2 separate regions of the Mus musculus genome follow, and region 1 is linked to region 2. Evidence: chromatin contacts called from public Micro-C data. All regions are on one chromosome and are shown on one strand. The core of a region is the stretch at or near the end of the contact, and the rest is flanking DNA. Distances in the headings are between cores, read along the strand shown. Region 1 overlaps Srgap3 (SLIT-ROBO Rho GTPase activating protein 3). Region 2 holds the start of Rad18 (RAD18 E3 ubiquitin protein ligase).

Region 1 (4,030 bases), core at 363-2,862, 60 kb before region 2:
ATTTAAATATGTTGGACCTGGAGATTTAGAGCTTTCCAGGAATCCAGATGTTCATCTGGCCCAGGCAGTTTGGAAACAATGAGATGATTCACAGGCAAGGACCGTCCCACGTGTGGAACAGCAGTTGCTCAGGTCACATTTGAAAAACCCAAATTTGTTACTCTTTTTATTTTTTTCTGGTAAGAGAGTATTGCTATAAAACTCAGAGAACTTTATACCAAAGTGGGATGAATTGGGCCGTGTCTTCCTGCCTCCTAATCTGTAAGATGCAGGCAGGACATTGCTCCAGCAGACTATGGGGTCGGGGTGGAGAAGAGCCATAATATATCCCTTGGCCAGGTCTTAGGCTCCCCCAGCCCCAAGAAAGCCCAGGAAATAGATAGATAGATAGATAGATAGATAGATAGATAGATAGATAGATAGATAGATAGATAGATAGATAGATAGAGACAGACAGACAGACAGACAGACAGACAGACAGACAGACAGATTTGAGAGTTCTAGAAAAGTCAGGGCTAAACAGAAAAACCCTATCTCAAAAAAAGAAAAAAAAAAACCAAAAAAACCCAAACCCCTATATATACATATTTTTTTAAACCGTCTGAAATACTGTCTTCTACAATTGCTTTGGCCTAGGGATTGGGAAGTCGAAGTTTGGATGACTAGACCTCCCACTTAGGCATCCTGTCCCAAATTTCAGACCTAGCCAGATATTTTCTGGCTCATTATTGAGCTTGTGGACCTCACTGTCAACCTGAAAGTGGTTTTAAAATGAGTCCCAGAGGCCCCGGATGATCTGTCTCTGCACCTCGGCTGTGTCGACAGTAGATTCTCACAGTCAGAGGCATCTGGGACCCTCGTCCGTGCAGGTTCCCTCAGCCAACTTGCTCTTGCCCTTGTCTAGTTGGCCTCTTTCTCACACTTAAAGCCAGATTTGTGAACGGCCTCAATTCACCGTAGCCCCGCTGTTCTCAAAGCTGTTCAGCAGTTCCTATAGGCAGACCAGATGTGCTAATGGACTTTGAAGAATTGATTAAAAACGGCAAAGTGAGATGCAAACACCAGTTCTTGATCATTATGATTTGAAAGGAGATCAGCTTCCTTAAGCAGGTTGACAAGAGGCCCGAGTCCTTATGTGAAGGGAGATGTCACGACCTATCAGATGCAGCTCAGTTTATATCCAACTTCAGTCAGCTTCCAAGAATCCACAAGCCCTTGAACATCAGTGTTGACACCATTTTGGATACTGACACCCACATCTGTTGGGTTGTTTGGGGGAATTCTTAATCTCTCGCTTTTTGTCGCAGACTAATTCTGAGGCCACGCCTGTGTTGCCAGCATATGCTAATTTTCATCCCAGCTGAAAGGCAGAGAGGGGCCATTGCCATTGTCTCTGGTATCCTTCTCTCCTCTCTGTGGCTTGCTCCTGTTTTCCCTTCTCTCTCTCTTTCCTTTTTTTGTTTTGTTTTGTTTTGTTTTTGCTCTGCAACTGAGCAGCAGAAGAGATGGAAGGCTTAGGCTGCCCCACTTTCCTTGGCTGAGCTGCCCCCCTGCTCCCCACTTTGTGCCCCACCCAGCATTCCAGTAAGTTGATACAGATTTGGTGTCATTCAAAGTTGGGATAGCTACGTTTCCTTGTCAGAGATTCCAGCCACTCCCCAGTGCACCATGGGGTGGGGAAAGAGGCCTTCATTTTCTTTTATACTCTGGACTTGGCAGGAAAAACCTGGGGAAGCATATCCTGCTCCTAGAGCTTTCGACTCTGCCTTTTCAGTGCCTGTGCCAAGATCCCCATTCTTGCCGGCCTCGAGAGATGGATAGACAGTTAGCAAGATCCCTCTCTCTACTTCATACCTGTGATGGAGCTTCCAGTAGGAAGAACTGCATTCCACTCCACTCCCGGCTCTTGATAGATCCCATCTGCGTAGCCACTGGCAAATTTCTTAATTTCCTGTGGGCTCCTTGGCCTCCCAGACTTGCGAGGGGGTTAATCATGCAATGTGGGAGAAGTGTCTCCAGAGCCCACAGTACTAGGAAAACAAAAATGGTGGCATTGCCATCCTCCTTATTCTTCATCCCTAAATTTGGATCCTGTGGCTTTGTGTCATATTTTTTTTTTCTCTTGGCTTTTACATTTGAAAATTCAAAAGCAGAGAGCCACTATATGAGATTCCCCCTCCCTGTTTTCACACATTCTCAAAAAAGATGTAGTATTTTTTTACAAAAAGGAAATGACATGGACTTAGCTAACCAAATTCACATCCGTCCGAGATGGGCTGGAGATAATCCTGCCAGCTGTTTCTCCTCAGAGTTTGGATTGTGCTGTTCTTTTGGTGCCCTTGATTGGGTGGCATGCTGTTTGGACTTTGCCCGTTTGCCCATGCATGTCCTGGAGCTAGCAGCCTTTGCTCAACACTTAGAAACATTCTGGAGGACTTGGCTAGAGTGTCCTGTATGGCTGGGCTGCTGAAGGACATGGGCACAGGAAGCCCAAGGGAGAGAGGCAGGGCAAGCCTCCTTCGTGTTGGTTGGTTCCACAGTCCATATAATTCTTGCCTGTGTGGGCTGAGGATATACTTTAGTTGGTAGAATGCTTGCTTAGCATGCACGAGGCCATGAGTTCAGTTGCTAACACCACATTAAACCCAGTGCAAAGGTGCATGCCTATAATCCCAGCACTGAAAGGATGGAGGCAGGAGGATCAGGAGTATGACGTCATACTCGGCTACATAGCAAGCTTGAGGCCACCCTGGACTTTATGAGATCCTGTCTCAGAAACAAACAGAAGATTCTTGCCAATACACAGAAGTCAATCAAGACTTGGAGAAGGGGCAAGTCTTTGCTTCTCATATATGCCCGTTATCTGCCTGGCTGAATATACACTCATTGTTCCCATAGCTTGAGCCAAACCATTTGAAAGTAAGCTGCCTCATTTGGGAAGGGTGCTTCCTCCAAACTTTCTAAAATCCCTTTCCCTGAAGGTCCCCAGTGTTGAGTCGGGCCAGTTTGTGTAAGGAAATGAGCAAAGAAGCCAGTCCAGGCCCATGCATGGCGAGCAATTGTGGACACGGGTCTGGTGTCTGTGGCCATTTCATTGCTCCTGGTGGACTGTGGTATCAGGACTCCCCTCCCTGTGGCTGACAGCAGAACCCAGGGAATGGAGATCCGAAAGCAAAGCAAGACACTTTCAACCTGACTCCTGCCATGGACTGATGGGGCAGACACGTCTGCAGCTAGAAATGGCATGATGTCCTGGCACTATGCCCATGACTTGAAACGTAAAAGACAAACAAACAAATTAATAAACAAACAAACTCACTTCCTTGGAGGGGAAGTGGGTAGAGGTGGGTGGGTCTGACTCACTGCTCTTTTTCTCTGAGCCTTAGTTTCTGTAGAATAGAGCCACGTGTAATAGGAAGACACCGGGTTAAGTGTGGTAATGGGTTTGACAGCGCTCTGATCCAAAATGTTCTTGACCGATGAGTGGGATAACATCCCAGGCCACCTACGGATCCTAAAGAAGGAGCAGCTTGCATCCTGACATCTATCTGTCTAGCTCTCAGATCCATGCAACAAAGATGAGTCATATGCCTTTGAAATGCCAAGAGGCATCAGGAAGAGAGTGCCCTTGGTACACTGGGAGTTGGGCCTTGGTGACAGATTTAAGCCGATATTATGAAAAATTAACCCTTTTGATGATGCTTGAAAGTCTCTTGCTTTCTTGGGCTACAGATGACACCTTTCTCCCCTCCTCCCCTCCATCTGGTCTGCAGGATGCCAGCCTCTGGTTGGCATTGCAGGGGCTTCTTGGATACACCCCATACCCCTTAAAGTAGAATGCATTTGTGTTTTGTGAGAGTTGCTCCTGCTTGGCATTGTAGGTAAACTAAGACCTAAACCATCCAGAGGCCTTCAGATGGAACATGGGGAACGAATGTGTTGGGGGCCAGGGGCTCCCTCTGCATTTTGTGTTCTCTTCCAGTTGTGGGTTTGAAGAGCGTCTCTCCCAGCGGTACGTTTATGTTGGTTG
Region 2 (4,038 bases), core at 876-3,375:
TGACATGGCTCCTTGGGTGCTGCTAAAGAGGACAGGAGGAAAACATTTAGCTCAGGAGGAAAAGATGACCTGGGAATGTGAGCTCACTGGTAATTTGCTCATTAATTCCATCTCACTGAGTGGTTGGTGGCAAGAGTTCAGAGATGAATGGCATTGGGGTGTGACCTGGAGGCTCTGCAGAGAAGAGAGTGCCTCCCCAGCCCCACCTCTTTTCTCTCTTTCCTCATTTCCCTCCCTCCTTCCCCCCTCTCTTCCTTTCCTCCCCCTCTCTCTGTCCCTCCCCTATTCTTCCCTCTTTTCTCACACATTTCTCTTTCACTCCCCAGTCATTTGTTAACCTAATTGCCCAGTATCCAAAGAGAACCCTAAAGGAATAACTATGGCAAACTTGCTTTTTTGTTATTGCCGTATCTTTGCACGGCAACCTGCCCCTCCGATGTTCCCAGAACTATCCAGCAGCACCCAACTCAACCTAGAGTTCATGTGAGTACTCTCCCCTGATGGGTTGGTACAAATCCACCTTGCATCTAATCTGCCACCTGCCCCTCCGATGTTCCCAGAACTATCCAGCAGCACCCAACTCAACCTAGAGTTCATGTGAGTACTCTCCCCTGATGGGTTGGTACAAATCCACCTTGCATCTAATCTGCCATTTACCTCCTGGCTGCCGACTTGCTAGATTCAGTGTCTGAATCCTCTTGCTGTTCTGACACTGGGTTCCGTATCTGCATGCGGAAAGAACTGTCTTGACCAGACAGACTCTTATGAGACGATTCTGTGGTAGTTTATATGCTCAAAAGCCCAACATCCTGAGTTCAAGCCCTGCTTCTACTTAGCTGCAGAATGCTCTGCACCAATTACCCATTTTTCTTTCCTTTGAATAATGAGTAAACCAAGTAAGTGCATGATGCAAAAACAAAACAAAACAAAACAACCCAAAGCCACAGGAGTGCTTTGAATACAGGTGGTCTAATATGTGTTAGCTATTACTGTAATAAGTAAACTATCACCTAAATGTTGTTTGTGTTGGTGTTGCACAGTTCATCTGTGACTGTAGGCTAGGAAAAATTAATTGGCTCAGATTACAGGGATTATTTTATGATAAAAACTCAAAAGAATGAATTCCTAACCTGCTGGGTTTTAGTCTTCACACCTGTAAAGTGTCTGTAACAGCCACATCTCTCCCCCTACTTTCCAGGAGAGCTCACATGCCTGGTCCATTGTAAGTCTTCAAAACATACATGTTGAATCGGTGAATGTGTGGGCCACCGGGGTATCAGTGATACCGCAAGCTTCGGGATTCTGTCTTGCGAGTCATCTGGACCAACTTGTGGCCCCTGAGACCTAGTACAGCGGAGGCCCACAGAAGGCAGAAGATGAGTGCTGAACTGAGTAGCCAGGCTGGCTGTGTGTTGGTCAGCGTTCCACATCCAGATAATGGAGCTCTGGTTAAATGAGCCTAAAAGGAACCTTTCTGGAGACAGGTCCGGGAGATAAGGCGTCACCTGGGAGATGGAAGAGGGTGAGGAGCCTCTCAAGTAGATGGAGTAATTTGATAAAAAAGAATGTGGGTTCCTGTTAAACTGATTTAATAACACTCTTTGCTAACACTGGTCCTTTTATACATGGGGACTATCTGAGAACTAAGTGCCAATATTAGCCGTGGTTACCTTTGAAGAACAGAGGCTCTATGTGGCTCTCGTGGATGCTTACAGAAAGAGGAGTTGAGACAGAAGTGTAACTTTAGATATTTTCAAGGAGCAAGACAGATCTCTAAAGCAACCAGAGATTACTACCTGAAGAGGGAAGACCTGAGCCTAGATCTTGAACTCTCTACCAAGGCTTAGGCTTCATTTGGTTTCTTTTTCCTAATATTCAATCACCTTCCGGAATCTTTTGTTTATTCATTTTATAAGACAGATTAAAGCTGCTTTTAATCTTTCACTTATCTTCTTGTCTCTCGGGATCCAAGAGGTCCAAACGCCTGCATCGCTCCAGGCTACGCCCTGGAATGTCTCACTTTTTCCCCTTCGGTCTTCCGAAGCCGCTAACGTCCAACGCACAAGAACTACAGCTCCCAGCATGCCGTGCGCTCGCCGCGAGCGCGCCGCACGTAGCTGACGTACGGTGTAGCGCGGGGAATTTCGAGTAGAGGAGCTGCGTGGCGGGCCGGTAGCTGGCGGTCTCATCAGGTGCGGCCATGGAGGTCCTGGCCGAGCCGCGATGGCCTCCGGGGTTGGCGGTGATGAAGGTGAGTGTCGGGGGAAGGCCGGGGCGCGGACGTCGTCGGTGCGAACAGGCACCCCGGTCCGCGCGCCGCCGCCTCGGCCCTAACCTGGCCTCGCGACGCCGGTCCTCAGTTTCCAACCCCCGAGACGGTCCGGGAACGCGCCGCGGCCCTGCGCAGTCAGCCTTAGGTCGCCGCCCTAACGAACCGGATGTTTTGGGTTTCTGTCACTATCACCGCGTCTCCCCGTAAAGTAGTGTCAACGATGGTGACATCACATCCTACGAGGACTCCTGTGTTAACAGTGACACCACTCGTGATTTGTGTGGACGTTGCATCGGATGACATTTTATAATCAAGCAGTATAGCAGAGGGTCCGCTTATCATGGTTTTCCATTTCTGGCTGTGGTCCAGAAGTCCTCCACGTTCTTAACACACTGCATCCGGCTTCCCTGCCTAATGTGCCCTCCATGACTCAATAATGACGCATCTCTCTTTATTTAACTTTTATTTATTTTATTAATTTAGGAGACGAGGTCATACCCTGTAGCCCCTGGCTCACATCTTTTTAAAAGAGAGACCAGGACCTAGACCCAGCGCTTAGCCTTTCCTTTTAAGGAATTATTGCATACTGAATTATCTCCCTTAAATAACATTTAGTAGGATGTGTTGTTTGTTTGTTTGATTGTTTTTGAGACAGGGTTTCTTTGTGTAGCCTTGCTCTTGTAGGACCAGGCTGGCCTTGAACTCAGCGAGATCTGCTTGTCTGCCTCTGCCTCCCAAGTGCTGGGATTAAAGATGTGTGCCACCTCTGCCCATCCGGTGGATGTTTTTTGTTTTGATGTTTGTTTTCTACCAAGATTGGGTAGCCCTCCTGCCTCTGTCTGCTGAGTGCAGCAGGCTTACGTTGTATCTGTTATAACCTAGACGGTTTCCCTATGACAGTTGGTTATTCTTTGCTTTTATAATTGTTGTTTTTTGAGACAGGGGTTTTTTTGGATATCCTTGGCTGTCCCGTAACTAGCTCTGTCCTCTGAGTGCAGGCTTTTTCCTTCTGTTCTTACAAACAATGCATCTATTACAACCTGAACATTTCCCTTCCACAACTGATTATTGTTTGTTTTATTTTGTGTGTGTGTGTTGTTTTTTGAGACAGGCCTCCTTTGTTGAATCCCTGCCTATCCCAGAACTAGCTCTGTAGACCAGGCTAGCCTAGAACTCACAGACCTCAATGCCTCTGCCTTCCAAGTGCTGGGATTAAAGGCATGTGCCACCACTGCCCAGCACAAGCAGGTTTTTATAGCTATGTAATGTTTCATATGGACTGTAAATGACAACTTTTTGGTTTGTGTTTGGCTTTATGACGGGCTCCTTATGTAGTAGTGCAGGTAGGCTTGAAGCTTGGATACTCCTGCTCCTGCCACTGAAGTGTTAAGATTAAAAGTAGGTACTCCCTTGGTTGTATTTGCTTATATTTACATTAATTATTCTAAAGAATTATTTATTTTATTTTTCGCATTGAGTGCTTTACCTACTTGTATGTATATGCACTGCATACATGCCTGGTGCCCATGGAGGTCAGAGACGACGTCCTCTCGCCTGGAGCTGGAGTCCTGGATGGCTGGGAGCCGTGTGTGGGCACGGGGAATCCAGCACAGGTCCCCTTAACTGCTGAGCCATCTCTTCAGCCTCCACAGTGTTTTAAGTAACAGATTCATACAGTTCAAGAAATACATAAAATAAAAACGATCTCCTTTCCGCCATGTCCCTCATTGCCCAGTCCCCTCATCTTAGTAACTCTGATGATCACT

What was found. Hi-C and Micro-C count contacts between places; a contact is called where the count stands out from the background.
Region 1: a contact with region 2 is called in a Micro-C map of embryonic stem cells, with 2.8 times the contacts expected there. The contact joins the enhancer-like site here to the promoter of Rad18 in region 2. A contact is called at or near these places in 1 of 39 promoter capture datasets (macrophages), 2 of 484 Hi-C or Micro-C datasets (embryonic stem cells and nephron progenitors), 4 of 115 datasets of contacts at active chromatin or transcription factors (bone marrow-derived macrophages and embryonic stem cells) and 1 of 9 other capture datasets (adipose tissue).

Annotation. Positions count from the first base shown.
Region 1 is chr6:112,754,708-112,758,737 of GRCm38.p6, reverse strand. All of the region lies in intron 11 of Srgap3 (SLIT-ROBO Rho GTPase activating protein 3), which reads left to right. Among named protein-coding and RNA genes, the nearest start is that of Gm26799, 57 kb to the right of the region's middle. Within about 2 kb of position 1,612, at least 8 of the 459 cell types and tissues checked have an H3K27ac peak or open chromatin away from gene starts, as enhancers often do. A contact at or near this core is called in embryonic stem cells, where this site is marked.
Region 2 is chr6:112,694,757-112,698,794 of GRCm38.p6, reverse strand. Rad18 (RAD18 E3 ubiquitin protein ligase) reads left to right here and starts at 2,125. Exons shown (of 12, transcript NM_021385.2): 1 at 2,125-2,251. The coding sequence starts at 2,201. It overlaps Gm35824 (a long non-coding RNA gene), which reads right to left and starts at 2,127. Exons shown (of 2, transcript XR_377964.4): 1 at 540-2,127; 2 at 308-425.